Regions from separate parts of the Takifugu rubripes genome. Here region 2 is linked to region 1. Evidence: chromatin contacts called from public Hi-C data. All regions are on one chromosome and are shown on one strand. Each heading gives the region's core, a stretch centred on a gene start, on an enhancer-like site or on the middle of the called end of the contact. The rest is flanking DNA. Distances are from core to core; before and after follow the strand shown.

What was found. A called contact is a pair of places that touch in the nucleus more often than the background predicts.
Region 2: a Hi-C map of an unstated tissue shows a contact between it and region 1, with 9 times the contacts expected there. The contact joins the promoter of fam180a here to the promoter of cracr2aa in region 1. A contact is called at or near these places in 2 of 2 Hi-C or Micro-C datasets (muscle and an unstated tissue).

What each region holds. Positions count from the first base shown.
Region 1 is chr9:4,473,190-4,478,716 of fTakRub1.2, reverse strand. It overlaps cracr2aa (calcium release activated channel regulator 2Aa), which reads left to right and starts at 2,714. Exons shown (of 18, transcript XM_029842017.1): 1 at 2,714-2,819; 2 at 4,491-4,858.
Region 2 is chr9:4,615,813-4,621,339 of fTakRub1.2, reverse strand. It overlaps fam180a (family with sequence similarity 180 member A), which reads right to left and starts at 2,479. Exons shown (of 3, transcript XM_003967196.3): 1 at 2,251-2,479. The coding sequence starts at 2,329.

The sequences.
Region 1 (5,527 bases), core at 1,465-3,964:
AATGGATTTCAACAAAGGTGGAGATAGTTGAAAGCAATAATTGCTAGATGACATTACCACACCTTCAACACTAATTTTATGTCAATGTTTAAATACAACTGAACAATTTTGGCCATATCCCATTAGGCAATATGGGTTAAAATGCTACACCTCATCATTAGTGTTGCCTGAAGCCTACATTTAGAGGCCTTGTAGGTGACAATGCCCCTTAAGTTTGAACCCAATAGTTTTCAATTGTTTATAGCCAGAGGACAAAGCTTCGGTCATAAACTTTAGCAATCTTGCTGATATGATGCAGAAAAGCAAATTCTTTGCTTTTCTCTGCATCAAACTGGGTCTAAAAGAGGCCACAAGGAAAAGCAGATCCTGACTCTGAGTGGTGAAACAGCTCACATGCAAGAAATGCATACTCATCCACAGGGACTATCTGAGATCATGGCCACATATGACCCCCAGAGACCCTGAAAGCATCACCATTGATCAAGTGATGTCAGTGCTTCCAAGGTCTTGGAGCATGATGACATTGCAGACCCGCATCGCTGGTTTTTCTTGCCACTCTACTCCTGTTCTCCTCTCTGAAATGCCTCCCATAGGTCCTGAAGCGGATCTGTGCTCAGCTTGTGATTGCGACGGCGGTTTCCTGTCCCCACATAAGCGTCATGGAAGTTGCCTTGGAATCAGGCCCACATGCAGACCTCATTAGAGAACATCAGGAGGTAATCAGGAGACAGCATCCTGCACTGTGCAGATGTATATTCTGTGTGCATAAATATCAATCACTGAAAATAGAATTTAAAAACAACTGGATCAAATCGAAAAAATTAACAATCACTGCTGTTTCAGTGCATCCAGTCATGCAAGAAATATGTGCTTTCAAAGTTAATTTCTTTTATCCGAAAATGTAAACACATCTGGCTCCAAAGCGTCACTTTGCACGCATGTGTTTACCAGTAAATTGGCCTTGTTAAAACAACTTGACAAGGAGTCTTCTTCACATGCGGAACATCCGCGTATTTTCAGTTTGTGAAGCCTGAAACCTTAACAGACGTGGCCGACTCCGCTGCTCAATGAGGCAGAGACGCTTTTATGTTTCGTTATAGGGATTGCTCCCAGTAGATCGGAGCCACTTATCACCACGCCGGGTTCATGTTCATCCGCGCAAGTTCTCGGTCCCGGACCAGGTGGATAATGCGAGACCTGCTAGTTTTATGTCGGAGAACAAATGCAGATGTTCCAGGGTTTTTATTAGAAAAACAGGTGCGGAGCGTGCTGAACAATAACAGGTCTTTTACCGCCCCCATCTGAGCATCATGGGAATTACAGCGGCACAAAACGGGGCAGATTATTGTTTATTTTACAGTTAATAATTAAAACATTTACGCATTACAGAATTAGCATTTAGACGAGTTAGCTATTGTGTAATGAATATAAAAGTCAGCACACATTCAGTATTTTTCTTTAATTTTACAATTTGTCCACATCTTCAATTATCTGACAAATTATGCTTTATCTATTATTATATAATAGATATATAATAATATATATAATATATGGTCACACTATGTCAAATATCAACTGTAGACGGTAAGATATCAGTGACACACGTTCACAAGTTATATTTTTGTTATGAAGAGTCAATTCACCATATATGATAAAAGGTAATAATTAGGCAATAATTGGCCATTTTATTGGAAATTTTAAGAGACCAATCTCAATATTGAAAACTGAACATGAATCAATCTTTTTCAGAACCTCGTCTGGATTTGATGATTGCCCCATCCCCTCAGACCAACTGTCATCCAGTCAGACATTCATGCTGCAGATCTTTGCTCCCTTATGTTTCTTGGCTTGCGAAAGTACCATCTGTTTGTTTTTAGAGTATAATAGTTTTACTCTAATAACTGATCTTATGGGTTTCTTCTGTTTTAATATCCTTCATTTTCAGGTCTGTGCATGGGTTCATCCTCAATATGAGACCACAAAGGGCCCTCTGTGTGAAAAGGCCTGTGCATTTTATAAGTTTGAAAAAAGTTTTGTAGTTTTACTTGCAAGACTTGTGAAGGTATTGAAGCCCAACAAAACCCAGAGTATATTGAATATTCCAATGCGTAGAATAGTGCAATTTTTGCATGTCATTGCCCAGATGTTGACAACTCCACTAACTGGTCATGCTCATGAAGATAACTAAATAGTTAGAAGTCTTCATGATATTATCAATTCCACATGCTGATTTCCTGCGATGACATGTCAGCACATCTGGAAGACACTTTGGAAGACATTGCAAAAGATCAGATTACTGCCTTCTGTGAATTTATTGTAATTGCTGTCTCACACTTGGACTGGCTTTCTGGCTCTAAAAGAAAGAACTGCGTATGAAATATGAACACATGCAGCTTCAACTGCTGGGTGTTTGGTCTTGATTAGAGATCACTGATCTGCCGCCTGTGACCGAGATCATGAAACCGGTCTCCTTAACAGCAATTAAAGATAGAATTTTGCCAGAACCGTGGACGAAACGTTGCAGTATTTCCATGCTTAAATAAATATGCAAACATTTGATGATTAATGATGCTGGAACACGCTGATGAACACAGAAAATCAGAATATTTTAGTGTTTCGAACCCGGATCTACACGTGAAAAGTGCGCTCGACGGGAACGTCTGTGAGCTTGTGCGATTGTACATCCGCGTTCCTGTTGCCATGGTAGTCGAAGCCCCTCCCTCCATTTTAGCGCCATCATGCTCGGTCACTCAGAAACGGATCTGACGGAAAGCGACTCAGCCGAGTCATCTAACCTGAATTTCACTTTTCATTTACAGGTAATTAACCTATTTTTTCTTGCAACGCCGCTTTATCTGCTCAGGATTAACATCGCGGGAGTTTGCATGCTGTCTTAATTAACTCGACAGTCCGGTTTGACTTTGCAAATGTGCTCTTGACTTGACTGGGTGAGGGGAAAAAAAGTTGATTTGGTCTGCCCGGCGTATGTGAGGCAATGGTGTGGCAGGAAATTTCACGAGTTAAAAGTTTGTAAAAGGAAGTAGAAACTTTTTCTGTCTTTCACGTGTGTTGTGGAAATAATGATAGAAGAAGAAAGGAAGTCCCTTCAGGAAGTGGAGCGACTTTTAAGTTGCGTCTTGTATTAACTTCAAAAATACTTTAAATTACACCTCAGATGGCTCCTGTTATTCAAACAAGTCATTCCTTTAGGTCCATTTACAACTGAAGTTTAACTCTTTCCCATCTAGTTGGAAAACCGTGACAGGTGAATATGGCCTCAAGCGAAAATGTCAGTCTTTTATGTTCTCAGATTAAGTTTCTCTTTTTAAAATCTTCATATGTTGTGTTCTGCAGAATTAAATACGTAATATATACTGTACAGTGTATATATATATATATATATATATATATATATATATATATATATATATATATATATATATATATATATATATGTATGTGTGTGTGCAAGATGTGTGTTTTGTGTAGTATTTACAGAGATGGAAAAACTTATCAAAAAACATTTCCTTGATTTTACAAGTATTTGTCTTAGTGGTAGAACAGTAAGATGTCTATGTCTTATTTATTTTTAAGGTTTGTGCAAGTGAGTCGTTGGTCACCACAACCCACAGATTGTTGTGGCTTTAAATGTCAAACTCTTCCTCCTATAGATGTGCAGGTTAAGAAAAAGTCACCGTCAAATAATCTATACACCTTTCATATCTTAATATAATGGACTCATATTACAAAATATTGTTGAATCAGCAGGTCACCTAAGTTCCCCCATAAATTTCCTCTCATGCCTTAGTTCACGTGTCAGTCCACACTTTCCTGGTGAGGTTAGTCACGCTTAGTGTTGCACAGTGGGCAAGAATTTTGCCACATTGTAGATATATTGAGAGGAATTAATCTTTTTATTTTTATTTTGGAGGATTAAAAGCTTGGGCCTCCTGTGTGTTTGTGTGTTACAGCATGTCCCTGATCTTGTCCCTGTCCAATATCTTTCTACCTGTCTTTTTCCAGTCCCACATATCAGCATTTGCATGGATCAACACACACGTAGTCTGCTGCATATGTGCACTCTTCCAAACCAGCGAAACATTAATACGTAGTCTGAGTGACTAATATGTCAATATTTCTATGCAAACAAGGCTCTTGTCAGTGTACTAGAACTTTATTTTCAGTCTTTTATTTTCAGTTACTTGTCAGTCCACGTTAGCTTCAGATGGGTCATTGTCCCAGACGTAAAGGTCAATAACAGCAGTTTGCAAAATTAGACTGCTCACATCCTTTTTACTCTAAATATTTAATGACTTGTATAACTTAGGGTTGTACAATAATATCAGCGTTATAAAACACCAGTCTTACCTTGCAGTGGCTCATATGCTTCACAAACAGAAAAAAAGAAAACAACTCTTTTTCTGGGGCTGGATTTTATTAAAAACCCTCTTCTGCTGTCCCTCTCCTTGTTTCATCGACTTATTACATAGGTAGTTGCTAAGAGATGGGAGTTAGTGACAGTGCTCAGAGGCTCTGATGTCGAGCAGCCTGGGGTTCTCCAGGATCTGTAAGCGCCGCAGCTCAACTGTACCCGACTCATATGAAGGACGGAGGGAAACATCCTCAAAGCGACACACTCACCGAAGCCATGGCGGCTTCAGCGCTTTCCCGCGCCGCCGCTAACGACGCGAGCAGCTCATCGGTGCGAACTTCGCGGCAGAGAAGAGGCAACAGCGAGGCGTCGGATACCTCTGAGACCAAAGATGTGGGGCGCAACACTGTCCAGGAGAAAACTCTGGAGTTCTTTCAGATGTGTGACATGGAGAACAAGGGCTTCATCACCCGTCGTGACATGCAGGTAAGATTTTAAAGTAGCCAGTATACTTTAGTGTATGCGGTCACAGAGACAAAGTGATTGGTTTGCTGTCAGCTGGTCATTTAACATGTGAAATATATAGTTAACTAACTTCAAAATCAGAGGGTGGTTAATTGATGCAACATTTATTTGGTATTTATATCTATATTTATCTGGTATTTTCATAATGGCCGGGAAAAGTGTGTGTGTTTATTAATGAGGCTGAAAGCCCACTTTATTTGAAGAAGCCGTGATACAAAGAGCCACGTGGACGCTTTGTGCCGAAACTCCTCCGCTCACATTAATGTGCAGATATACTCATATACTCATCACTGCCACATCTCATCCTTTGATGAAACCCTCGCTGAGGACCCTAAACACAAAGTGGGCTCGCTTTGAAGCTGTGTTTATGCTAATGAGTCGGAAAGTAGATGGTCAGCAGCACGGCAGTTCTCTTCTCGCTTCACTGAGGTGTCGATGCCCATCATGCAAGGTTCCATATCACAGTGAACCAAGCGCGCCTTCGTTTGCACTCTTCTCGATTTTCGCAGCGCAAGGATCCGTTTGTCACCAGCAGGCTGTGGCTGTAATCCTTTACTGTTTGCTGACATAAGGGATGTGGTCTGCCTGCCCTGATAACACCATGTACAAAAACAGCTGATAATCTTCCAC
Region 2 (5,527 bases), core at 1,230-3,729, 140 kb before region 1:
CCCCCTGCTATGGAACCAGCTCCCTGTCCAGGTACGGGAGGCTGACGCCATCACTACTTTTAAGATCAGACTTAAAACCTTCCTCTTTGAAAGAGCTTATTGTTACTAATTCTGTAATTCCAGTTACTATCATAGATAGACAGATTATCATACTTAGGGGGTCGTCCAATCATTGGGTCACATCTTAGCTATGCTGTTATAGGCCAAGGCTGCCAGGGTCCGGAAACATGATCACCTCACAGGCCTCTGTCACCCCACTGGGTCATGGTTTCCTCTCCTCTCCTCTCCTTTCCTCTCCTTTCCTCCTCCTCCTCAAGCAGACTAGTTATGCTGATTCCTGTGTAGTTTTTCTGCTTCTCCACCCCCCCCTCTCTATTCATTTACAGGTATCGCCGCCTTCGGAGCTGCATGATGACCTCCGGCCCGCTGACCCGTTGTATAGTGTATTTTTGTATGTGTTTCTGTGCTCTGTGCCTCTCCTCTCCTCTCCTCTCCTCTCCTCTCCTCTCCTCTCCTCTCCTCTCCTCTCCTCTCCTCTCCTCTCCTCTCCTCTCCTCTCCCTCTCCTTCTCCTTCTCCTTCCCCTGTCCCTCTCCTCTCCTCTCCCTCTCCTTCTCCCTCTCCTCTCCTCTCCTCTCCTCTCCTCTCCTCTCCTCTCCTCTCCTCTCCTCTCCTCTCCTCTCCTCTCCTCTCCTCTCCTCTCCTCTCCTCTCCTCTCCTCTCCTCTCATCTCCTCTCCTCTCTCTTTACCCAGCCGGCCATCAGTAGGAGGGTCCCCCTACATGAGCCTGGTACTGCTTAAGGTTTCTTCCTGTTAAAGGGGAGTTTTTCCTTGCCACTGTTGCTTGTCTGGGGTTAGGCCCTGGGATTCTGGAAAGCGCCTTGAAACAATTCTGATTGTAAAAGATGCTATATAAATAAAGATTGATTGATTGTTTGATTGATTGATTGATTGATTGATTGATCAAACATGTCACAACTCAACACCCCATGTTATTAAAAACAAAAAGGAAGGACACTAGCAACACAGGAGGGTGCACTGAATATATATTAATGTGCAGATTTCTTTGAATGGAGAAGACAAGTGTCAAGAAGAAGCTGAGGTTAATGGTCACCTGCTGACACATTTCCCCTAATTGACACATCTCTGCTCTCCCTTAAAAAAAATGTCTACAACTATGTATTACAGTTATGGTAGGATGAAGAAAGCAAACACACAAGCTTACAACTTACAACATTAAAAATAGTTCCAGACCTAAAACTGTTAATGTTTTTTTTTTTTTTACATAAATTCGAGAGCTTAAAGAAGCGTGATGAGGATGAAGCTCTGTTTAAGAGATTTGGAGTTTAAATTCCTTTTGTTGCCAATAAATCACTGCAAATTTACACTTTACAAGGTTGGATTGCATCCTGGGAGAGATAATTGTGTAAACTTGAATTTTCAGTCTTTGACAAACTGATAGTTACTTGCCATTATTCTCAGTTGCTGGGTTATGTTAATGACAGCACTGAGCACACACACGGAGATCTTAAGATGCATTTTGGACTGCGTGCAGGTTTTTCCCTGCACAGAAGCTGTTTTCGACATTCGCTCATACTTTTATGTCCACCATGTGAGCACTATATCAACAGGATTGCAAAGGCCAGGAAAGAACTTCTGATGAATGCAGATCACTTCTTAGATCACTGTCGCCGGTCTATTATTCACATCTTCGGCTTTTAACCAGTGACTGACAGAACCAAGAAGGGACATAAATTAGCACAACATCCCACAGAAATGGCAGAGAAATACAGCTTCCTTACCAATTGAATGTTGAGCACTTCAGCGTGCGTTTCATTCATTTTTGTGAGATGTGTTTCCTCTCTTAGATCATTTTGGACACTACCTTTTTATTTAATCAGAAGCAGATGCAGAGGACTTCAGATTATAGCAGGAGACGTGAAGAAAAAACATTATCTGGTAGAGTTATGTTGAAATCACATTAAAATAAATTGATGCAAATTTTTCAATACATTTCAATACACATTCCAACTGTGTTTTATTATTTTGTTTTCAGTAATAATCTTTATATGTAAGATCTTTTTGTTTAAATAAATGTTTAAGGAGGCTAAACCACAAAAGAAATGTACAGCCAAGAATAATTGAGGCAGTTTTCACTGATTCATCAAAAAGACCTGAGGGTAAAATCTAAATCCAAAGAGCAACTTCTCCATTTAGTGGTGAGATAAGGAGTTTAAGTCCCACACTTACGTTGAGCCTGATGTCGTGCATCTCCTCTTCTGATGCAACAGCAGAAAAGACAAACGACAATTATCCTGCAGGGCAGCATGGTGGCGAATCACTCCAGTAACGTCTGTTGCCTGTAACTACAGAGTGTCTGCTGGACGGTATCGACTGTCTGTCACATCTCTCCCTCTCTTTTTATTCACACGACACAACACTTTCCAGAACTCCCCGACTCCATCTGACAGTGCTCTCTCCTCCCATTTACAGCTGATTGTGCTGTCTCTCTCTGTCCCTCTCTGTGTCCACCTCCTTACTCTCTCTCTCTCCTTCTCTTTTAAACCTAAATCTAATTTATGCCATATTCAGATTGCAATTACTTTGATGTTTTGTGTGAATGTGCATTGTCCCAGGTTCCCTTGTCTCGGCTCCTACTGAGGCGACTGTAAGTGTTGGCCCAGTGTTTCTGATATGTCTGGCTGTGGTCGACCGCTTGTTGCCAACATCTTTCTTTCTTTCTTAAAGACCGTCTCTTCTGTGTGCTTTGATCATCCAAGTTTGTCATTGTGTGAATCTTTGCAGTATAGCTCGCATCTGCACATTCAATCTTCGCCGTTTTATCATCTGTGTACAGCAGCTCATCAAAAGCTGATGTCAGACGCCCTCAGTGTTGCTTTAAACGAGTGTGGTGATGTAACAAATACAGAAAAAACTGAAAATATGTTGAACAGAGATTATTTCAATTTGATGTCTTTCGAATATCTTTGAACAGCCTGTATTTAAGATCTAACTAATTTGGAGTTTTCAGCGGTCCAGGGAAGGCTGAGGGCTGCGTATACAATAGCTCCTGTTAGAAATCCATGATCCATAAAGCCACTTTCCTTGCAGGTCAGAGTGCAGGAAACAGTCAATGCGTCAGTCAGGGCACTTGAGCAGGAAGAGATTTTGGGTTTGTCCGATGTTTCGATTAAACTTGTTCATCTTGGCTCATGACAGATGTCTTTGTTGGACTGTTGCACTGCTGGGATACGCTCCAGCAGCCCGTGACCTTGATTAGGAAAAGACCCGAGTTAACAGAAAATGGATGGATGGACGGTGTTCTTAGTTGAATGGCCCCTGCAAATTTAAATTTAATTACTTTAAGCTCCCCTCAGCCAAAAAGAGCAAAAACTAAAACTTGTTACTTGACTTAAACAACCAAACAGCTGTAAAAGATGCCTTTATTTTCAAGAGTATTAGTTAAAGAACTCTATTTTATTGTTATTTATCATTATTTGATTTGGGTGTACAGTACAGGTCATCAGTGGACTCTTGGCCTTCTGGTCTTTCTGAGGAATTCAGGCAAAGCTTGGTGCCAGACTGAAATGTGGCCCTTGTGCTGCTGCAGGGGGATTTCAGATCCACTCTGGACCTGGCAAGAGAACTGAGGCATCTGCAAAGCCTCCAAAAAGTACAGCTCAGGAACAGGCAAACTATTCTACCAACTATTCTTTCTCTGGGCAAGTTGAATGAAAATATTTTTCTGGGATGAAATCCAACCAAGTACTTGTCAGAAAGTGAAGGTAGATGCAGGCTATGGGTTAAGTTAGGGTATGTTTTCATGATCTTATGGACGAACTGGTTAACACAAAGTTAAAGATGTTGATCAGTAAATATAATTTTTAATGCTCAGTGTTTAACATGTCACCCAGAGCTTCATTAACAGAAAACAAGCAGAAACTAATAAATGAGGCCAAGACATGCCTGTGGACTGGCAACAGAGAACTTTAACTTTGTTCTGACTTTTATATCCCCCATAATTTATACGTCTCCATTTTAGACTACAGATTAATCTACTCCAAAACACTGTCAGCGTTACTCCAAGAAGAATGGGGATGATGTAAATCTGTTAAGACTGACAAACAGGCTTAGTTAATAGAAATTTGTTTAATATTCCAGACAAAACTGAATGGTATATGTTAAGATGTATTTTTTTCTTTAGACGAGTTTACCTCAACAAATCACTGACAATGGAACTGCGAAATATGCTCCAAATGTAAAAAACAAAACAAAAAACAACTGTGATAAACGTTTATTTCGACGCCCTTTAAATGTGTCTGCTGTTCCGCCTATGACCACTATACTGTACGTTACTTAAGCTTCTTAAATGCTCAGTATGACAATATAAATCGCATTTTCTACATCTTTCTATCTGATGTTTGATAATTTCAATCACAATTTCACAGGCAGTCATAACGCTTGTTTTAATGTAGAAGAGATGTTTATGAACGAGTTTTTGTTTCTAATATTTTTCTGATCGCACTGGTGCGTGATCATGTGAAATATGTAATAATAACACGTTTCCCCTAGATGTCAGTATTTACCAGCTGTACTCGCCACATGCCCTGTATTACCGGAAACCTTTTCTTTATTTAGCAGCGCGCCTGCTAGTTTAAAATCGATACGACTAGTCTTGCTACGGGGGTAGAGCGCACTGATTCTTTAAATATGATGCAGAGGCGCGAATTTCATTCCACTTTAATAGTTTCCACTTAATGTTATGCTTACCATCTTGGCAAAGGGTAAAATTATAATTTTCCTATCAATGCATCGACATAGTGTCTGCGACTTACAGTGCACGGGATCCACACATAGTGCTCAGTTTCCAGTTCACAGCAGGATTCCACAAACCTCTCAGACTTCTTGCAGATGGACTGTCAGCACTATGTAGGTTATATTACATGATGGTGCAGTCCAAACCAACTTTATGATCCAGTCAGCCACACTTCTGTTTCAATCTGACCTCTGGGGCACAAGATGATATCTATAGCTGGGGCTGTCATTCTTTTCCATTTAGTTCAGTGTTGCAATGGTGCATTTGGTCTTGATAGATGCAAAGTAGAGTAATGACTGAAATTAGCAGAATGGGGAAGCTCAGAATAGCCACACACTGCTATTGGAATGTAAATCTTTTCAAGTGCAGTTTGCATCCAAATTTCCATCTGAAACTGCATGTAAACAAACACTTTTGAACTGAGCTAAGATAGTTAGGATGCTTTCACAAATGACCTGCAATTTATGGCACTGGGTGCAGACATATAAGGTCGGTCAGGTCACTGAAACAGCAACTGCATTGTTTTTAGGTGGTATTCTCCCTCTCGTTTTTTTTTTTTTCTTTTTTTTTAAAAGAGGCATCGCAGCAGACTGAGCAAGAAACAACAACAGATTTTTGTCTCGAAATCAGACACAGATGGCAGAAATCTGCAGAGTAGACAAAAAAAAACTGTCCAAAGCGGGTTGAGATTTGAGTTTGCAATGCATGAAT